Regions from separate parts of the Zea mays genome. Here all the other regions are linked to region 1. The links are chromatin contacts, called in public Hi-C maps. All regions are on one chromosome and are shown on one strand. Each heading gives the region's core, a stretch centred on a gene start, on an enhancer-like site or on the middle of the called end of the contact. The rest is flanking DNA. Distances are from core to core; before and after follow the strand shown. Region 1 holds the start of LOC100284625 (senescence-associated-like protein). Region 2 holds the start of LOC100381307. Region 3 holds the start of LOC100382515.

Region 1 (2,700 bases), core at 118-2,617:
CGTCCCTTTGAGCATGCCCTGCAAAATATCCCTCCACAGAATCGACAATGATGCCTTCCACGTGTAAGGGCAGTAAAAAGAGCAGCGCACTGCATACACGCACTAGCATAACTGTCAGGAAGCCATTCTGGTGGCTCTGCTTCCAGTACAGCCCTATAAATGTTGTAATTTAAGGCTTCTTCATCAAGTACTGGTGGAGCACTTGGCATGTAGACTGAGGAATGCAAGAATGTGTTACCATCATCAGCCGACCCAAGGAATGAGACACTGGTCTTAGTGTCCTTTGGCTGTTCAGCTTCAGTATTTCCCAAATTGCGACCGATTATCGCAATAACGCCACCCAGCAGGTTCTTAATGTTAACTGGTTTGTGCGCCTTCACAGGTGCAGAGCCCCAATATTCATCAGGGCATTCATATCCATCAAGGAAATCAGCTTCCCCATTTAAATCAAACTCATTTTTCCCAGACCATTTTGGCTCAAATGAGTTAATGAGGTTTCCAGCTGTTCCCAATGCCCCTTCTATATGCCGAGGCAACGCATTTGGATCGAATGAGTTGATTGCATTGCCAACCGTTTCCATAACTTTTGACTGGATCCCATCCTTGAGGTTGTTTGTCACTCCTGGTGCAGGCAATGGGTGATACAAGACAACCTCCCTACGTGTTGACATGGCAATCAATGAATAGCACACAACTTTCTGAAACAACGAAACCTGAAATGAGAACATGTTCAATGTACGTATTGGATGTACAAATATCTAAATAGAAGATAAACAACCAGAACCACTAGTTTTATGGCCTGATTGACAGACTATTAGGACCCCCCCCCCCCCCCCCCCCCCCCTCTCCGACCACCACACACCCTCTTTCAGTGACAACTATGAGAGGCTACAGAAATTGACCTCTCTCAGCTAAAATCTATCTATCACGATACCTTTTGCAGCAAAACCCACTTTGAATTGCGGAAACAACATGTAAGGTACTCCAATCTTGTCACCTAATTTTCGGGTGGTTTGTTTGTGAACACCCGGATTCATTTGTTTCGCGAAATAGGCTGCGACCGAATTGCGAGTGGATCGATGGATTAAATGCATACAAATCTCCGGCTAATTAACCGAACGAGGAGAAATGAAGGTTTCGATTCAGTTAGCGATCCAGGGTGCTAGGGTTACTTACGAACGCGTGAAAGAGGCGCCCACACGAGTCAACCCGAGCCCGGGCAACTCTCCACCCTGTCCCCTGTCGGCAGAGAGGGCAGGGGCGACGACGCCTCACGAGTCTCGACGGCGGAAGGTTGCGTGGCTTGTTGAGCCGAGCCGAGTTGCCGGCGGCAAGAACACTGCGGTGCAAGAGGAAGAATAGGCGACACGACACCACGCGGCACGGCGTCCGAGGGAATGGTTGACGCGCACGCGAGGCGGCGTGGCCGACACGATAAAAGAAGGCCCGGCCCACGACCGCAAGACCAGGCCGGCCTAGTACAAACGTTGTGTGCCGTTATTCTTGTAGTATAGTAGTGTTGAATAACAACATTACCATGCATCATTAGATCCGTTCTCTTCTTTTCTATTAGTAGATTAGACACAAGAAGTTGTACAAGATATGTCTCTCTTTCCATAAGCACAACAGTGAAACACACGAGACACAAGGTATATGGTTGGACCTCTTGTCTCTTTCTCTTCTGTATTCTATATGAGGGTACAAGTTGCATATATAGAGACGTGATACCCCTCGTGGGCATATTCAGTATTTGCTCATATAACCCTTCATTAGGGTTTATCAACACTCCCCCTTAGACGAATACCGCGACCAACACATGTCTCATTAAAACTCTAAAAAACCCAGTGGAAAAAATGTGGAGAAAGAGCACATGGTGACGCATATTGCTTTTGCACTTTGTTGCCTCGTTAAAAATCTTACGTAAGAAACTTCAGAAAAACTCATCAAGGAAAAAAGAATACAACATCTGTCATCAGGACAGATTTCGATTTTCTAGATCTAGATTACATCGAATCTTCTACAAGGACTAAATTTAGAAACATACCCCCTGATCCTTGTAAAATTGTATCAATATGGCAAAACATCTTCTTCTGAAAGTATATGCACATAGAGATTTAACAAACAGATTGCATATCTTTGCAAGGATTATTTCAGGAACTTCACCTCAATTTACTTCTAGGATACACGACGTAAGTGCACGTTTCAACATAAATAAGTCACTTTGATTGGTGGTGTTCGATCGACTGGATCTATATATTTGATAGAATTTTTTATAAAGGTTTACATATTGATCACTGTAATACCCAATTTATAAGAAAATATAAAAGGAGAAATTAATTTATTTATCTATATGTGTGTGATATCTTTACTCATCATCACATGTGAACACCTCACTTAAACAAATAAATAATTAACAAAAGACACTCAAATAAATCATGCATCATGCTGGGTTTCATTTTGTGTGCATTTTGTGATAAAATAAAAATAATGAAAAAGGAAATATATTAATGCCCAAATTGGAATTTAAGATCTAAAAGAAATTTTAGAATTTGAGAAAAGAGAAGAAAAGTGCTATATAAATATAAATAAAATATGTATAATCAAATAATTGTACTTGAGCATACTAGAATATGAACTTATATTTTTGGTCCAAGAATAAACTTCACAACAGCACTTGAAATTCAAATTTTGAAAGCATAA
Region 2 (2,700 bases), core at 38-2,537, 260 kb after region 1:
GTTCTCTGTTTCTCAAAAACGAAGTTTTATAACACCCAAAAAACCAAACCGAATAAACCGATTGTCCACTCCTTCCACCTCCGCCTAGCAGAGCCGCCCGCTACCAATGGCACTGCCAAGCACACACTGCCCCCACACCACTTGTGTCTAGCAGACCTGGCCCCTGTGGCTTTCTCTATTCAGCTTTCCATGCTCACATCATGATTCCCTGTGGCTCCCTCCCTTCAGGTCCCTGCCCTTTTGGCTCCTCTGTTCAGCACCACATTGCCTCCCAAGATGCTCCCTTTAGAATCCTATCCTATGCTGAGTAGATGAGGGGTTTCAGATGAGCATTCTCAGATGATTATTTCTCTGATCAATTCTCCCATTTGATTGTGCGTTCCTGGCGATTAATTCCCCCGTTCAGATTTGTGTTCCCAGTTATTTGTGCTCACATTAATGTCCTGCCCCATCTTCCTAGCATTGCTTACTCCCCTTTTGTTCAGACCTGTTAGCCCCAGGTCTCCCATTGTCCTTCTGATGGAGACCCTAGAACACTGGCCTGACCTGGTCTGCACATTGTGACAGGTAAGGTTACAGACATAGGCCCTTCTGCTCTGCAATGCTCTTTCAGTCCCCTCTGCTCTCCCGATTAATTGGTTTGTTTCAATTCCAGGCTCCTCTGCTGTATTCTTGCTCTGTCTGTCGATTGGCCTCCTTTCAATTTTTGTTGCAGGCAAACTTTAGTTCCAAGCTAGTATGTCTGGATTTAGAGTTCATATTTTCTTACATGTCCCCGCAATCCCCGCAATCCTTTCACAGCAATCCAATCCAGCAAAGATAACCAAAAAAAATTCAGCACATAATCTAACTTGTCAGCGAGGCGATTACCGAGCACGCCGCAGCGCTCACCAGCGACCGCGCCATCGTCAGCGCACAGAACCTGAGAATCAGCATGGAAGATATGAACTCATCATTCCTGTACCAGAGTAGAGGCTGGGAAAATGGGGAAAAGAAGGAAGTCGGAGGGAGTGTTAGAAGCACTAACATTCCGCGGCCGCCGGAGAGGGCTTGGTCGGCGGGGTGCGTCCATTCGTCAAAGCTGCGGGAGAGAGGAGGGGCGAGGGAGCGTCAGAGCACGGAATCAGGACGTCGGCGGATACCGCAGGGGGGAGGTGGGGCTGCGGGTGCTCGTGTGTCTCTTACATCCAGCCGTAGCGGCGGTCGAATACGAGGCGGCGCGGACGGCGGCGGAGGTGCGGAGCCAACGAATCGGTGGAGGACTGAGCCGCCGCCATGGCTGGCGTTGACGCTGTCACGCTATCCGCACTGTATATACCAATGTTTTAAATAGCCAGCTATAGCATTTCACCAGGTCTAAATCTAAGAGATGCACCATTTAATGCTAATTAAAATTAGCCGCTAATAATTTTATTTAGCTCGTTAAATACATAATATTAGTTTGATTTAGCCACTAAACATGTAACCTTTTTTTACTGTTCGAACCTTTGAAACATTGAGGCCCAAAAATAAACTATAGGCAGGTCCTTTAATTTAATATTTGTTAAGCAGTGGTTAAATGTCTTTTACATGTGTCGTTGAACGTCGTTGAACATTGAATTTGCATATACGTTGATTTATTATTGAATATTTAAACTACTACTTTAAATTTTCAGATTCAAATAATAAACATTTAATTTATCAATAAAGTTATGTCATTTTCTTTTAAAAACCCGTTAAATGGATTAGCTCGTAGCTATAGTCTTTATAGTTTATCAAAAGCTCGTCGCTAAGGCCCTTAGCTGGACATTTAAAACAGTGATCTATATTAGTGTATCAAGAACCTAACGTGGGCGTCTTCTCCCTTCGCGCGGACACTCTAGACCCGTCTCATGCGCACCGCCTCGAAGCACAGTGCTCTCTCAGCTACTGAGCTATGGACCCCAGCGCCCGTGTAACCAGCTTCCGCACCTGTCGAGCACCCAACCCCGACCGTGCAGCCACCACATCACATAAAAAATAGTGCAAAACGAGCACTTGAACTCAAGCCCCCTCCTCCAAAAATTTGGAGCTAACAACCAGACTACACATGCTTAGTGTTTAGAAATAAAGAATAAATTGTATTTGAATAAATATTTGAATATCTATTTATATGATATATAACAATTATAGTAAATACGGGCAACCGGCTAGTATACTATTATTAACTAAAATACATTTTTGGTATTTAACCTTGTCTATTGTGTCATTATGGTCCACAAACTTTTAAAATATATTAGTTCGATCATAAAGCAATGTTCGAGCCTTAGTTGGATCCAAACGGACTGATTTCGCGATAGAGCGTAACATTGACATATTGGGAAGAAAATTCTGTATATACCGGATGTAAACGCTATTTTTTACAGCCTCCCACATCAATCACTTGAAGGCCCACAAACACAGATCAAAATTTACAAAAAAAACCCTTTATTAATTTGTTTTTCTTCTATTTATATGGACAAGCAGCTAAAATATGTGAGGGGCTGTAAAAGAGATTTTTTACATCCGGTATGTAAAGAATTTTTTTCCACATATTGACATATGGACCCTATATATCAGCGTGACGAAACGCTCCCCCTTCGCCTTACTCCCGCACATGGCTTCGAAGACACGCTAGCGTGCAGCCACCGGACCATGGCCGTGCACAAACGAGCGTGTTGGCCGAGCCACCAACGTCGTCAT
Region 3 (2,700 bases), core at 120-2,619, 340 kb after region 1:
GCAAGTAGAGCTGCGAGAAAACACGTGTTAGAGGTCACCTGAATGGTGGCAAGACTGCAATTCCTGACACGTAGAGGTATTCATCCGCGCCTCGAAGGTGCTTTAGGATGCCGTCTTCGTCCTGCACCGTGCAATCCACAACCCCGACGATCTTCTCATATGGTGCCTTTGACGGCTGGTCGGCTGCCTCAGCTTCTTCAGCCACCAAACAAGCGTATCTAAGGAGAACAGAGTTCAGTTGGTGTAGGCGGCATTGTTAGCGAACTAAATAAGGTTCAGGCATCGACTAGTCCTAACGCGTGGATTTAACGAAGCCTGCAGGCCAACACATGTCAATTGCAATTTTAGCAGAAGGGTCATGAGGCACAACGTAATAACTTGCCAGTAAATCAGATGCCTGGGATTATTTCGATACTAAATGGCAAATGTCAATTGATTTAAATTACTGTCTTTGACAAACATAACACTACCGAACTAAGATTGATGATATACTGGTACAAAAAAAAACCCAAAAACATAGATGTTTGCCGCCTTCGGAGCACAGATTGAGAGCAACAAGAATGCATTTCAGGTGTAAAATATATGATCAGAGAACATGTAAATTTGAACATTACATTAACTTGTTCATTCGAATAAGAACTCCTACCAAAAACACCACCACGTTGCTCTAGACAAATTAAACTTTCTAATCAAAATCCAGTACAAGTACTATTTGGCATTGCTACCAGCGTTATGAAGTAGCACAGCAATCAAGAGCATTGATCGCACCTGTCAGGCGGCGAGTTCCTCACTCTGTAGATGAGCGCCGACAGCACCTCGGCCTAATCTTGACGCAAGCAACAAACGCCGCCAGTACAAGCACCGTGAGGACGGACGAACAGATCCAATTGAAGCGCAAGCAAGCTCAGACACGTGCTCACTTTGAAGAAGTCGAAGAAGAAGTCGTTGAAGAGCGCGACGGGGACGTGGAAGGCCTCGGCCTGGACCTGCGCCACCCGCCGCATCTCCTCCCCAACCCGTGCCATCCGCCGCACGCCCCACCCGGCCTCCCGCGCCAGGTACTCGTCTTCCTCCTTCGCGACGCCTGCCGCACCGACCCCCGCCTCCGTGGCCCGCAAGCAGGGCACCCGCCCCTCCGCCGGCCTTCTCCTTGCCGCAAGAAGCCCCCTCTTGGGGCGGCCTCCATGGACGCCGCCGCTCCTGGGCCTGGAAGGAGCAGGACTGGGTCTGGCTGTGGCTGCGACCACGCGGCAGGTGGGGCGCCGCTTGCACTGAGAGGGGCGCGAGAGCGGATGGGGGAGAAAGGGCGGCGGCGACGCGCGGAGGACGGCCATGGATTCGGATTTCGGAGTCGGGACGGGGGCTAGCCAGCGTGTGGACCGTTTCGTTCCGCTTCGGCTTCGGGGAGCATTGCCCATTGGGCCTGGGCCTGGGCCTGGGCCTGGGAATCCTTCATCTTTGAGAATTGGCGAATGACAATATTTCGGATTTTCAAATTCAATTTCTTAAGCTAGTTTGCCAACCACAATTTTTTCAATAAATTTTTATTTTTCTAAAGAAAATTAGTCTATTTTTCTTTGGTAATATAGAAATCACTTGGAAAAATATGATTGTTCCGGTTGAAATTTTGGGATGGCAACATTAATGATCGATTAACCCCGCAATCTATAGGCTATCGACAACAAGAAAAACATTTTCCGATAGGCATTTAGCTATTTGCATACCACCTATGATTGGCTTGTGCTAGTTGCCGGAAGTCATTGCTCTAAAAAATATGACACATAGAGAGGTAAGTGAGTTTGTGATTGAGCATATTATTCATGGATTCAACATTCTCTAGACTCTGACCACCGATCAAAACTTCTTCATGTCAAAAGAGGTACGCGAGTTTGCTGAATTATATAAAATTAAATTGCTCAATTCTTATCCATATTACACTCAGTCCAATGGTCAAGCCGAGTCAAGTAATAGGACATTGATCGGCCTTATTAAAAAGAAGATAGTCGACCATCCCAGACGCTGGCACTAGGTGTTGTCTCAGGCTTTGTGGGCTTATAGAATATCTAAGCACTGTGCTACTAAAGTCTTTCCTTTTGAGCTTGTATATGGACATGAAGCAGTTTTTGAAAGTCGCCTAGAGGGGGGTGAATAGGCGGAATCTGAAATTTACAAACTTTAAGCACAACTACAAGCCGGGGTTAGCGTTAGAATAAAATCCGAGTCCGTGAGAGAGGGCGAAAAACAAATCAAAGGCAAATGAAGCGGATGACACGGTGATTTGTTTTACCGAGGTTCGGTTCTTGCAAACCTACTCCCCGTTGAGGTGGTCACAAAGACCGGGTCTCTTTCAACCCTTTCCCTCTCTCAAACGGTCACCTAGACCGAGTGAGCTTTTCTCCTTAATCAAACCGGGTCACTTAGACCCCCACAAGGACCACCACAACTTGGTGTCTCTTGCTTTGATTACAAGTGTCTTGAGAACAAGAAAGAGGAAGAAGAAAAGCGATCCAAGCGACAAGAACTCGAATGAACACGAAAATCTCTCTCTCACAAGTCACTAATTGTTTGGAGTAGTTTTGGACTTTGGAGAGGATTTGATCTCTTGTTTGTGTCTTGGAGTGAAGTCTAGAGCTCTTGTATTGAATGCAATATGCTGGAAACTTGGATGCCTTGAATAGTGGTGGTTGGTGGTATTTATAG

What was found. A called contact is a pair of places that touch in the nucleus more often than the background predicts.
Region 2: a contact with region 1 is called in a Hi-C map of leaf, with 5 times the contacts expected there. The contact joins the promoter of LOC100381307 here to the promoter of LOC100284625 in region 1. A contact is called at or near these places in 7 of 25 Hi-C or Micro-C datasets (bundle sheath, ear, endosperm and 2 more).
Region 3: a contact with region 1 is called in a Hi-C map of endosperm, with 4 times the contacts expected there. The contact joins the promoter of LOC100382515 here to the promoter of LOC100284625 in region 1. A contact is called at or near these places in 5 of 25 Hi-C or Micro-C datasets (bundle sheath, ear, endosperm and 2 more).

Annotation. Positions count from the first base shown.
Region 1 is chr7:28,917,610-28,920,309 of Zm-B73-REFERENCE-NAM-5.0, reverse strand. It overlaps LOC100284625 (senescence-associated-like protein), which reads right to left and starts at 1,367. Exons shown (of 5, transcript NM_001157520.1): 1 at 1,177-1,367; 2 at 1-698. The coding sequence starts at 671.
Region 2 is chr7:28,654,656-28,657,355 of Zm-B73-REFERENCE-NAM-5.0, reverse strand. It overlaps LOC100381307, which reads right to left and starts at 1,287. Exons shown (of 4, transcript NM_001195855.1): 1 at 1,186-1,287; 2 at 1,028-1,081; 3 at 871-922. The coding sequence starts at 1,277.
Region 3 is chr7:28,578,950-28,581,649 of Zm-B73-REFERENCE-NAM-5.0, reverse strand. It overlaps LOC100382515, which reads right to left and starts at 1,369. Exons shown (of 4, transcript NM_001175252.2): 1 at 921-1,369; 2 at 769-821; 3 at 39-218. The coding sequence starts at 1,334.